2 separate regions of the Xenopus laevis genome follow, and region 2 is linked to region 1. Evidence: chromatin contacts called from public Hi-C data. All regions are on one chromosome and are shown on one strand. The core of a region is the stretch at or near the end of the contact, and the rest is flanking DNA. Distances in the headings are between cores, read along the strand shown.

Region 1 (6,222 bases), core at 1,181-3,680:
TCGAACGATTTTAAGTTTGAATCGTTCGATTCCAAGTCGTGGTCGGAGTAGCCAATTAGATGGTCGAAGTAGCCAAAAAAAATATTCAAAATTTACTTAGTTTGAGTGAAGGAATATAATAAAAAAAGCGTATTCTATTCCTTCACTCGAACTAAGTAAATGGGCCCCTTAGAGACTCATTTTATCAAAGTTGAATTTCGAATTCATGTGAATTTTTTTAAATTCGAATATACTCACAATTCCACTGGGAGGTTATCTAAGAAAAAAATTGAATGTCTACTATTCAATTGAATGGTTCCGACCTGAAAATTCAAATTGTATTCATATATAAGAGAGTTTTTCTCTGAAAAAAAACCCCTTGAATGTCAGGAAGGCTATTAACATCTCCAAATGACTCAGCGGACCTCTGCCATTGACTTGTACATGAACTCGGCAGGTTTAAGTGGCGAATATTCGAATTAAAGCAATACTGACACGTTTCTATAAAAATCATGCAACGCGTCAGTGACGCTGGGCTGGGGGCGGATCGATCCTTCCATTCCTGTTTTCATATTTATTCGTAATTAGCCTATGGAAGGATCGCGCCACCCCCAGCCCAGAGTCACTGAAACAATATAGAAGATCTTTAAGCGGTGTCGGGTGGTCGTGTTAATGCAGGTTTGCGGAGGCGGCTTTGAGGTGAACTATTCCGGGTGCAGCATTTACTCGATACGGACATGTTCCTATGATTTTTATAGGAACGTGTCGGTATCGCTTTAAGACTGTTTCTATGGTCGAGTGTGATAAATCTCACATTTCAATAGAGGGATTAAAATAAGAATGTGTGAATTTTGAAATTCGAGAATATAAATTTACTATTCGACCCTTGATAAATCTACCCCTTATACTGCACTGCACTGAATAACTGTATTCCTGTTTTGTTTTGGTAGCTTCCAAGCATCGCAGCACAGATGAAAAAAGAAAATCAAAACATTTTGACTCCTCTAGTCAGCCTGGACACACCTGGAAAAGCCACTGTTCAAGTTGTAATTTTGCCTGATCCTGTAAGAAATTTATAAATACTAAATATTTTGTTCACTAGTTTAGTAAGATATAGTCATTTATTTTCTGTTATACTAAATCAGTTTCGGTTTGCTTACCATGTCTTGTTCTGCATGTTTTACACTTAAGTTGACCATGAGATGGTCAGCCAATCTGATTGTTTCAGCCAACCGTTCCCCATCTATAGACACCATGAGGACTATCATTATTTATTTATACAGCACCAAGAGTTACACAGGGGTTTTCAATAATAATCTAATAATCAAGTGGGAGCAGAATTAAACAGGAGGTTGTGACGGGAAGAGACAGACTGTGCCTCCCTTTTGCCTTCCTTGCACTCTGCAGTTAGACAATTGTAATTTAGCCACCAGCAAGTTGCTGGTCAAATCTTATGCTGCCCAAAATCTAGCCTGTGGGCCAACTTCTCATATAGCACAGGAACCAAGTCTTTGCAATGTCCAGTCATTTGGGAGTGGCAACAACATCATTCAGTTGGAGTGTTAGGCAACCAGAAATATAACTCTCCAGAATGTATGTAGTGGTGGGAACTCTGTGGTTTATTTAGGACATATTACACCAAAGGTTTTATGGTCCCAATCTTGCTAATCATTACTTAAGGCACAAAGGGTGTTTCTATGGCACTGGATAAATGCATGACTGCACTGACTGGGTACCTGACTGCAAGCTCTACTCATATAAAGACCAGTGCTTTCTTCTCAAAGTAAAAAAAAATTACACCGCCAAAATAGTGGACAACAGAATAGTGCTGATGGGAGGAGAGCAGGAGCAATAGTAATCAATTTATATCCGATTTAATTGTTCATGTGGTATATCCAGAGAAATATCCCAACACACAGAGCAATAATAACTATTTCATACCCAACAATTACCTTTCAGCAAGGCCACCTTTCCATGTCCCATCCAAACGTATGTGCAACTTCAATATTGTACATTAGGAAAGGACACGGCCAAAGGCAGAATAACTGCAATGTTCATTTATTGACACAACATGTTTCGGGTATAACAACCCTTTATGAAGTGTAACATGTGTGTCAATAAATGCACATTGCAGTTATTCTGCCTTTGGCCGTATCCTTTCCTAATGTACAATATTGAAGTTGCACACAGCAATAAGTAACGATGGAGAAGCTATTCTTAGGAAAGAAAGCCACAAATGAGATACTGGGAGTAACTGTACCTTTAATTGCATGAGAGTTTACACAACTGCACTGATGTCTTGAATTTTAAAAAAGAGTCATAACGCTCAAATACATTTAGTATTCTAAAAGTAGTTATTTATGTATAAAAAAAATTCTAAAAGTATTTAAAAAGTTTTTTCCACTAAGGCTTTTTTTCAGAGATATACATATAAATATAAAACATTGTTATCCACAGCAGCGGGATGCTAACTTTAGCCTGCAACACTCTGTTAAAACTGAGACTGCAATGCAAAGAATGAATGTGTTTTGCTATACTGCTCTGGCTTCGCTACAGGCTATAAACAGGTTTCTCCCTATTTGTATCAATATAGCAGAGAGCAGTTAAATCAGTGTGATATTAAATAAACCTGACCAGTAGCACAGTAAACACATGTTCTTTACTTTATGTTCACATTAAGCATTTTATTAGGGAGATTATAATGAGAGTTTATCACATAATAACAAAGTAATTAGTCAACTGTAGAAATAATATATCAACACCAGCCAATTGTTTCTATATTCTAACATGATGTTTCTTTAATAAACATGTACGGAGATAGATTATGAACCATTATCCTTATAATAGTAAAGTCTGACATTTTGGGAGAAAAATTTGGTTAAATTATCCGATTTGGTTGGGGCGGGGATGGATTACACAGAATCCGCAATTCAAGAGTATTATTTTACGGAGAGATTAATAGATGCTGTTTATAGCTGGCTAAAGGGTGGGTCCATTGTACAAGTCAATGGCTAAAGGGTGGGTCCATTGTACAAGTCAATGGCTAAAGGGTGGGTCCATTGCCCCTATGTGAATTGAAACTTTGTGTAAAACAAAAAAGTGGGCCCAAATAATATTATAATATTTATTATGTTATAGAATATTCTATTCTTAGCAATCTTTTATCTGGTATTCATATTTAATAGATATTTTAACATCTATTACAGAATTGTCCTTTTCTGCCATTTTCTCATTTTAAAATGGGGATCCCTGACTTCAGCAGACCTCTGCCTGGTTGCTGGGGCAAATTGGACCCTGGCAACCAGATGTTGCTGCAATTCTGAACTGGAGAGTTGATGAACAAAAAAGAAATAATTCCAAAACTACTAAAAGTATTAAAAACAAATGAAGACCATTTTATAGTTTTCCTTTAAAGGAGAATTCAACCCCCTAATTTGCATTCCCCCCTACCCTAAATAGCCCCCCCTCCCCCTGGCCTACCTGGAACCCTGGGCGAATGCCCATAACTTTCTACTTACCCCTACTTGCAGGTCCTGTCCAGCGGAGTTCACAGCCGCCATCTTGTCTCCTTCGGTCTTCTTCCTGTAGTGATCTGCATTTTTGGGTGCATGCGCAAATTTTCGATAAAAAAATCGGATATATTGTGACTTTCGTCGCATGCGCAACACAAGATTCCTCCAACTGCACATGCGCCTGAAAATGCCGATCACTACAGGAAGAAGACAAGATGGCTGCTGTGAACTCCTGGACAGGACCTGCAAGGAAGGGTAAGTAGAAAGTTAGGGGCATTTGCCCAGGGTGCCAGGTAGGCCAGGAGGGAGGGGGGCCTATTTAGGGTAGGGGGGAAGGGGGATGCTAATTAGGGGGTTGAATTCTCCTTTAAAGGGCCAGAGTATGATAAATCTTGAAATTTGAATTAAAACGCAAATCGAGTTTGGATAATTCACAATTCAAATTTGAGAGTTTTGATAAAAAAAAAAAAAAATTCTAAAATTTTAATATAATTATAAATAGAACTAGAATTTTTACTTCAACCCTTAATAAATCTGCCTCTAAGTGTTACAGAATCTACTTAACAAGTGTCAGAGTCAGTATGGCTGGACTTGGGCCAGGAGTGAATTTTCGAAAGCATGCTCTTATGAATTAAGTTTCGGCGTCAATTTAAATGGCCAGAACATCATTTAGCTCTTCCTATCCGGCCTCTAAATACATATAATAATGTATGAATGCTTGTTAAAAAGGCAATGTGTTGTACAAACACAAAAATAGGCTCTAATGTATGACTCAGAACAAAGACTGCAAAATGGCAATATGGGTTCTACAGCAGCTCATTCTTGATCTTGGTCTGGCATTAATGTAAAGAATAGTGCAGTTGGTTTGTAAAATAATCGTCTAAAGTTGTAGAAGATGAAAGAACAACAAAACTTGTATCGGTCTTCAGTGACTGTTTCAGTTTCTCAATTAAGGGACTTGAAGGGAATCTCATTTTGCTGGTTCACCCTTCTACTTTTAATATAACAATGGAATTAATAGATTAGGCTGACCTGCAGTAAACCATGGCATAGGCTGTGAATACTAATACACAATGCTTTGCTTTCATTTCCCAGCAACTACCGCTACAGAGCAGTAGCACACACAAGTACTGCCAAAGTAAATATTGGTTTAGGAGTGTGACTTTCTACAGCAATTACATTTCCTATGCTGTGTAAAATCTGCCCCATATTTAACGACAGAGCTCGGCTTTGGAAGCCCTGAACTAGCAAACTATTTTACAGTGGTTCACAGTGATGGCAATACCAAATGTAGTGTCAATTTGTTTAAAGGACCTGTAAAGCCCAAACATGAATTATCTTTAAAAAAGCAGCCGTGTTACTAAAAGTCTGCTGGTGTGTTACATTTACCTCTGTGTGCTTTCTTGTAGCAGCTCTGTTGATCCGTTTCCTCTGATAGTGTAGAGTAGGAGAAGCGTTTTTCCCAGCATGCCTATCTTCCCATTGCGACTCACGACCTGGATCATGCGCAGTTCCTCTCTGTAGTACTGCTGAGCATGTGCTGAGTGCTGAGCGTTGATGACGCGCGGGGTCAAGTGAAGAGGGGGAAAAAAATTGGCGCATGCGCAGTGTGGGGCAGCCGCGGGGGAAGTGACGTCGGCGCTTCTAAAATGGTGCCGGCTAACGCATGAAGAAAGGTAGAGCTTGCGAGGCAGATTACTAAGTAATGGATGGCAATGCAGAAGCGGAAATATAGCGGTTCAGGAGGCACATGTGGGGTAAACATTTTGAATACATTACCATGTCAAACCTTTCCTTCTCCTTTAAGGCTTCAAAGTCACAAAGACAGTAGGGCTTATGTAAAAAGTGAACACATCTGCTAAAAAAAAGATATAAATACTGTGCCTAGGTTAAAAATAACAAACAAATTTTCGGCCCCATTCATGGTCTTTCTCAAATTGCTAACAAAACAGTGAACTTGCCTTAAATCTACTTTTTTTTGTGGGAAACAGTAATATAGGGGATGACATATAACAATTATCCTGTTGTAAGACCACTGTTTTAAATAACACTTTACATACATATCGGATTCCTTAAAATACAGTTCTTCGTCTCATACAAAGTTAAAAACAAGACGCAAGAGAGCAATATAAAACTAACTTAATTGTTTCATATAAACTCAAATTAAATACACTTTGTTGCCATTGTGTCACTCTCTGAGCAGATGTTAAATATAATAGCTACCAGTCTCTAAAAGCTATGCATTGTGTTCTTCCTCAAATCATGCAGATCCAGTGTCAAATATTCCCTTCGCTTTTCCAATCTATCTTTTAATTGGACAACTTTATATATAATTTAATTCACCTCTTATTTCCTTCATTTCACTATTGTTGCTAAGCGGAAGCTGCCTAGTTACCAAAGCTCTTGGAATATATTATGTAAAGCTACACCCTGTTGTGTTACATCCCGAGATTTAATCATCTATTACTGTGGTCTATGGGTCTCTAGACCTTAACCCCTCATCACCCTTTTCACATGGCCTGCCTCTGCCTTGCACAAACCCTCAATCACAGTGTTACATGCTCAGTGGCGTAACTAAATATTACTGGGCCCCACAGCAAATTATTTTTCAGGCCCCCAAAATGTTTAGAGGTTGACTTGTTTCTCCAATATTTATTGAAATTGTATATGAATTAGGGCCTCATGGGGCCCCTGTACCTCCTGGGCCCCCCTGCAGCCGCAGGGTCTGCTT
Region 2 (6,028 bases), core at 2,402-4,901, 37 kb after region 1:
ACTTGGAGTGTGCAGAGTGCAATTTTCAACACAAATCACAGTTTCTTCTTAGCAGTTCTTGAGTTATTGTGGGCACTGTGCTAGGTTTAATTGTGCCTGAGTTTGATGCAGCTGCCTAAGCATGTTTTCATTAATCAGGTGCACATGACATTTACATTTTTGTATTGGGGTGGAATTAGCATTGATGTCTGTGTGGCCTTTTTACTGTGGGGTGGGCTGAATCTGGGGTGGAGCTTTGGGGCATTCGGCAACATTGGACTTCCAGATTCAGGGCCCTTCTCTCATGTGCACATATGACGTGTTAGGGATGCAGTCACACGACTGGGCCGGTGTCCCACTGGCCCAGTCCGACCCTACAGGCAGGGACTGGGGAGCCAGAACATGTTGTTGTACGAGACCCTGTGATTTCTGATGGCAGCCCTGCCTGCCAGGGTAGGGGATACATATTTACCAGCAATATAGCTTCCAATAAATTTACAATACCCTTCCTTCAGATGCACCCTTGGCCAGATCTTACTGTATCTTACCACTTCTCTTTATAAAGAATCAGCCCAGGCCAGTCTGTGATGTCTCAACCCTCCCCCTTCACGTAAAAGGCCCATCCCTTTGCATCAAGACCTTTTTTTTTTTAAAAGTTTGCAACTCTAGGGTTCCCTTGTATAAATAGTTGCACTTGTGCATTATTCTTCCCATGGGCACCAGTGGTGTAACTACTGGGGGTGCAAAAACGCCTGGGCCTGCACCCCCTTGTGGTCCACCAAAGCAGCGATATAACTTATCAGGGCAACGGGGCATGGGAAAGTCTTCACTGCGCACGCCGGGAGAGTGCTGGCCCACAGCTCTGGAGGGGGGCCCAGGTACACATACTGCATCCCGGCCAAACCTTGGCTTGTTATGCCACTCACGGGCAGGAAGTAGCACACATACTACAATAGGAGCATAAATGTCTAAACATTAAGGGGCAGATTTATGAAAGTGTGACTTTAGAACTCACTACAGAAAAACTCACTGACTTTTTATTCATTCCTATGGGATTTTTAGAAGCATATTTATCAAATGGTGAGCTCCAATGAGAAATATGATTCTAAATATCCCATAGGAATGAATAGAACATGGAGTTTTTCTGTGGTGAGTTCTAATCTCAAATTTTGATAAAGCTGCCCTAAATTTCATTGTAGGAATGACAGCCTTAAAGGAACAGTAACACTAAAAAATTTTATGTGACAAATCCACTCTAAACTGCTTCAATAACAGCTCTATTGTGCATAAATTTTATTATATTCAATGCTTTATCCAAAAAACATACTAAATCTCTGCTTCCGGATGTACACTGTAGAATGGCGAAAGGGCGGTTCTACAAAATCCGAGGTGCGGAATCGGAAGCTAGTTCTTGCTGCTGTACTAGCACTCTTGATGCAGCTTCAAGATGTCACATGGTAAGGGACAATTCGGGCAACTCTGAGGAGGCCTATAATTAGGGTTGCCACCTTTTTTGGAAAAAAATACCGGCCTTCCTATATATTATTATATTTTTTCCCTATAAATAACATTCAGGTCAAGCATCATTTTTACCGGTCTGGCCAGTAAAATACCGGCCAGGTGGCAACCCTACCTACAATATGCCCCCCTCACTTACCTTTTTTGTGTTGCTTTGGGGGCAAAGAGGGTCTGTATTTCTAGTGCAGAAAGGGCACAGCAGAACTGAAATTCCACAAGAATCTGGGCTCTAGACATTACCAGGAGCAGTTTTCTGTTGTCCACTGTAACCTGCAGAACACTGTTCCCTGTGGCAAGTTACCACAGGATAGACCCTGTAAAGTATAAAGCTCTAATGCATACTCTAAAATCCAAGCACCCTTTCACCATGGTTCAAAATGGAGGCCATCAGCTTAAACACCAAAAAACACTTATTGGTCAAGCTATGTGCAGACACTGAAATTTATTCAGCTGACAAAAACAGGAATGAGCTGATAAGTAATGAGCTGGCATTGAGGCAGAGCACACTGCGGGGCTAGTGCGGCAGAGTGAGAGCAGATACATTCACAACAGTTTACACTTGGATATTGTTATCAGACCAGCTGTTATTATAATAATATCTAAATACTGAAGTTATTCAGACCCTTGCACTCTACCTCCAAAAGTCCTGATAGTCCTGAAATACATAAATTATAGGAGTAGGAGCCTCGAATCCTGTAACGGTAATGGTACAGGCCGTACAACTGTTGTGATTTGTTATGTTGGATTCTCCTTTTCTGATGTCAACAGTTCCTTTTACTATACAGATTATACACAAAGCAAAAACTACCATTTAGGGGGTTATTCACCTATAAGTAGGGATGCTCCTAATCCAGGATTCGGTTCGGTATTCGGCCAGGATTCGGCCCTTTTCAGCAGGATTCGGCCGAATCCTTCTGCCCGGCCGTACCGAATCCAAATTTGTATATACAAATTGGGGGGAGGAGGGAAATTAGGTGCCTTCTTGTCACAAAACAAGGAAGTAAAAAATGTTTTCCCCTGCTGTTTTCAGTTCAGTATTCGGCCAAATCTTTCGCGAAGGATTCGGACAAATCCAATCCAAAATAGCGCATTTGATGCATACCTATAAATTAACTTTTAAGATTATGCACAAAACAAAAAACTACCATTAAATGGTTATTTACCTATTCGTTACATTTTAGTATGCTATAGGATTTCATTTGGTCTGGATGTATTATTTGCCTTCTTTTTCTTTAAAGCTTTCAAATGGCTCTCACTGACATCCGTAGCTAAGAAAATGATTGTTTTATCGGTCATTTCTCCCATTAACATTGAATATTATTTTCTTTTTAAGGCTGCAACTATTCACTTTGGCCACTTACTGTACAGCTTGTTAGATCATGAACTATTTTTGTTACATTCCTCACTGTGATAAAACAGCTGCATTCCACAAATTCCACAGGGGAACAGTCAAAACTTCAAAATGAAAAGAAAAACCCATCATAAACCCATGACCCAAAAAATCAGTTATCAAACAGAGCATCTATCAGTTATGTTTTTACCATGACAAACTTTTTAATTCTTTAAACTGAATTAAATATATTTTGTCTGGGCACTTTTCTTGTTGTATAGAGGCTATTACTAGGACTACACCTCAGGCGGGATCCAGTGCAACAATCAGCTTGATGCTAGCTACCCCATGTCAGATTGGAAACTGACAGGTGCTATTGTAATGTATGGTATCCCAAAACAAACCCCAAGTTCCCGGTGTCTGCTTACGCTTCTGCCTATAGCACCCTCCGCTACTCAGATGCCGCCATGGAGAATGTTCTGGGCAGGCAAGGGAACCGTAAAGTATACAGGAGAAACGGGGAAAAGAAAGTGAAGTCGTGGCTGCAACAGTACCAACCAGTGCAGTACAGAGTCAAAACCAGAAGCATATTCAGGAATAACAGGCCAGGACAGTACCAGTCAGACAGTGCAGTACAGAATCAGGAGAGTAATCAGGATAAACAGGCCGGGGTCAAAACCAATCACTTACACGGTACAATGTCAGGATCCAGAAGAGTGGTCAAATAGGCAAGGGTTGGTTCAGGTAGTGATACAGCATGGTCAACAACAAGCAAAGGTCAGGAACAGAAAATCACAAGAATTACACCCAGGAAATAGACCTACATTGGGCAATGAGTCAGTGCAGTGTAAGGGGTTTTTTAGGCAGCCTAATGGCTTACACTGATCACCTGTGGCCAAATTGGTAACAGGTGAAACAAGCCATGCCTTCTTGCAAATACAAGGATAGCTAAAGGAGTAAACCAGGACCTCAGCTGTCTGCTCAAATAGGGCAGAGGTTATGCAGACAGCATAGAAACACCAGGCCACTGGTTTGACTCCAGGCGGGAGCTAGCTAGCAATTTGTTACTTTTTAATACTTTATTTTAGACATTTGTGAAATCATGAAGAGAGCCTAGATCAGAGATTTATTAATAATAAAGGGATAATTTCGACATCTGGCCAAGCAGAGAATGAGGGCAAGAGGAAAGCGTGCCTTTAATAGGTATAAGGGTAGGACTACACGGACGATTTTAATAAGGTAATAATAAGGAATAAGGTAAGTGAATGCATTATATTGCAGCTTTGTGAGTGTATGGATTAATATTATATTGTATAGGTTAAGCCAATTAGTAATTAGAAATTAATTCATGTAAGATTTGTTTTTCTTTACATTGGTGTATGGGTGCATGTCTTTTGACTGTCTCTAAATGGAACTGATGATATGACGTTTTGGCTCAAAGCCTGGGACATATGCAAGAACAAGATACCATATCAGAACTGTTTCCGCTCTTAGTATGATGTGTTTTTTTTATACTATAATAATTTGGAATAAGAAAAGGGGAAAGAACAATAAGGAAAAATAAAAGGGAACAAATGTCACTGTCACTTTTTAAATGACATTTTGAGGTGTTTGGACATGTTTTGTCCCTATCGTTGCACCAGCAAACAGTAACTGTAGTTTCTTCTTTGCTGCAGATGTGTGCTACTTTTTGGTCTTGGATCTTCCTTAATAGTGTCCTTTCCGCAGGGATGAGCCCACACTCCATAGCGATGTGTTTTGCAATTCTATAGCACAGTGCCTGAGGAACTAACTGGTAAAATATAAAATGTGAAAATACTGCTTGCTGCTATATTTTTAAGGAAAGTATTTTGATAATGATAAAGAATGTTTCTGCTCTCATTAAACATGGTCACTCTTAAATGGTGTATCATTGCCCTCTGCTGGCTATATCAGTTAAGTACATTATTAAAGGTAGGTTCGCATTGAGATTATCTTTAGAATCATATTTGGAAATTACAGTTGATGACCATCAGAAATAACTGATTAACCCCCACCAAAAAAATAGCCTCCAGGAATGGCATTTGATCCCGTCTTTACTAAGTTATATTGCCTGTGCCATAGATTTTGCATTCCAACAGAAAAAAACTCAGGCTCCGTTATCGGCTTAAATCTCCTTTATAAGTAAGAAATCTTGCAGGTTCCAATATCAGCTGTTAATTAATTACAGACCAAATCTTGCTCACCGTAAATATTGGTTGGCCTGGGTGCTAATTGCCCCCCGGACCCTGCTCTTAATTTTAAATCTGGATTTCCACAGTCTTCATTAACATACGACAAGGTAAAAAAGAGCTGAAATCTTACCCTGCAATCGTTTGGACCCCGGTACAGCCGTCCCGAGTCCGTCACTAGGGGGAACGCCAACAGCAAGACAGTAATATGTAGGCAGCGCACTCCAAAAATAATCGCTTGTCTCCAGGTCAATAGTAAAATCATACACTTTATTTCGACATAGTTTTAATCAAATAAACATAGCATCTGAGGTCTGACGCGTTTCGTGATACAACACTTCCTCAGAGACCTCACTTCCCGTTATGACACAATAGGTTTAAATCCACCCCAACACACCTGTGTATTAATTAAGTTAATACAGTTCCAGATTAAATACTTAAATATTTCTTAAATGGTGTATCATTGCCCTCTGCTGGCTATATCAGTTAAGTACATTATTAAAGGGCGGTTTGCATTGAGATTATCTTTAGAATCATATTTGGAAATTACAGTTAATGACCATCAGAAATAGCTGATTAACCCCCACCAAAAAAATATCAGCCTCCAGTAATGGCATTTGATCCCGTCTTTACTTTAAGTTATATTGCCTGTGCCATAGATTTTGCATCTCTTGTTTGGGCTATCCAATGTGGGATAGGGAGTTACCTGCCAACTCACAAGCAAACAAGTAATGAACCGAGCATAGCACATTGCTGAAAGTTTTAGGGTAATCCTGTTTTGACTGTCTCTTTAGATGTAAAGAATCAAGGCGTCCCAGTACACTAAGAAAAATGGATAACAAATATATTCCCCCCATTTCAAATAAGAAAAAGACAGGATTTATATATCAAACCTATGAAGTCTCTGCCCATGGGTAGGAAAAACACTACCCCCAAACTTTAACCTCACCCTATAACCCCCCCACCAGGAACCCAGAAATGATAACACAAA

The links. Hi-C and Micro-C count contacts between places; a contact is called where the count stands out from the background.
Region 2: a Hi-C map of the XTC cell line shows a contact between it and region 1, with 3 times the contacts expected there. The contact joins the promoter of tlcd3a.S here to the enhancer-like site in region 1. A contact is called at or near these places in 3 of 4 Hi-C or Micro-C datasets (the XL177 cell line, the XTC cell line and animal cap).

Annotation. Positions count from the first base shown.
Region 1 is chr2S:87,947,006-87,953,227 of Xenopus_laevis_v10.1, forward strand. LOC108709637 (a long non-coding RNA gene) reads left to right here. Exons shown (of 5, transcript XR_001934666.2): 4 at 930-1,043. Among protein-coding and RNA genes, the nearest start is that of LOC108709637, 16 kb to the left of the region's middle. Within about 2 kb of position 2,431, at least 1 of the 7 cell types and tissues checked has an H3K27ac peak or open chromatin away from gene starts, as enhancers often do.
Region 2 is chr2S:87,983,203-87,989,230 of Xenopus_laevis_v10.1, forward strand. tlcd3a.S (TLC domain-containing protein 3A) reads right to left here and starts at 3,652. Exons shown (of 5, transcript XM_018249666.2): 1 at 3,518-3,652.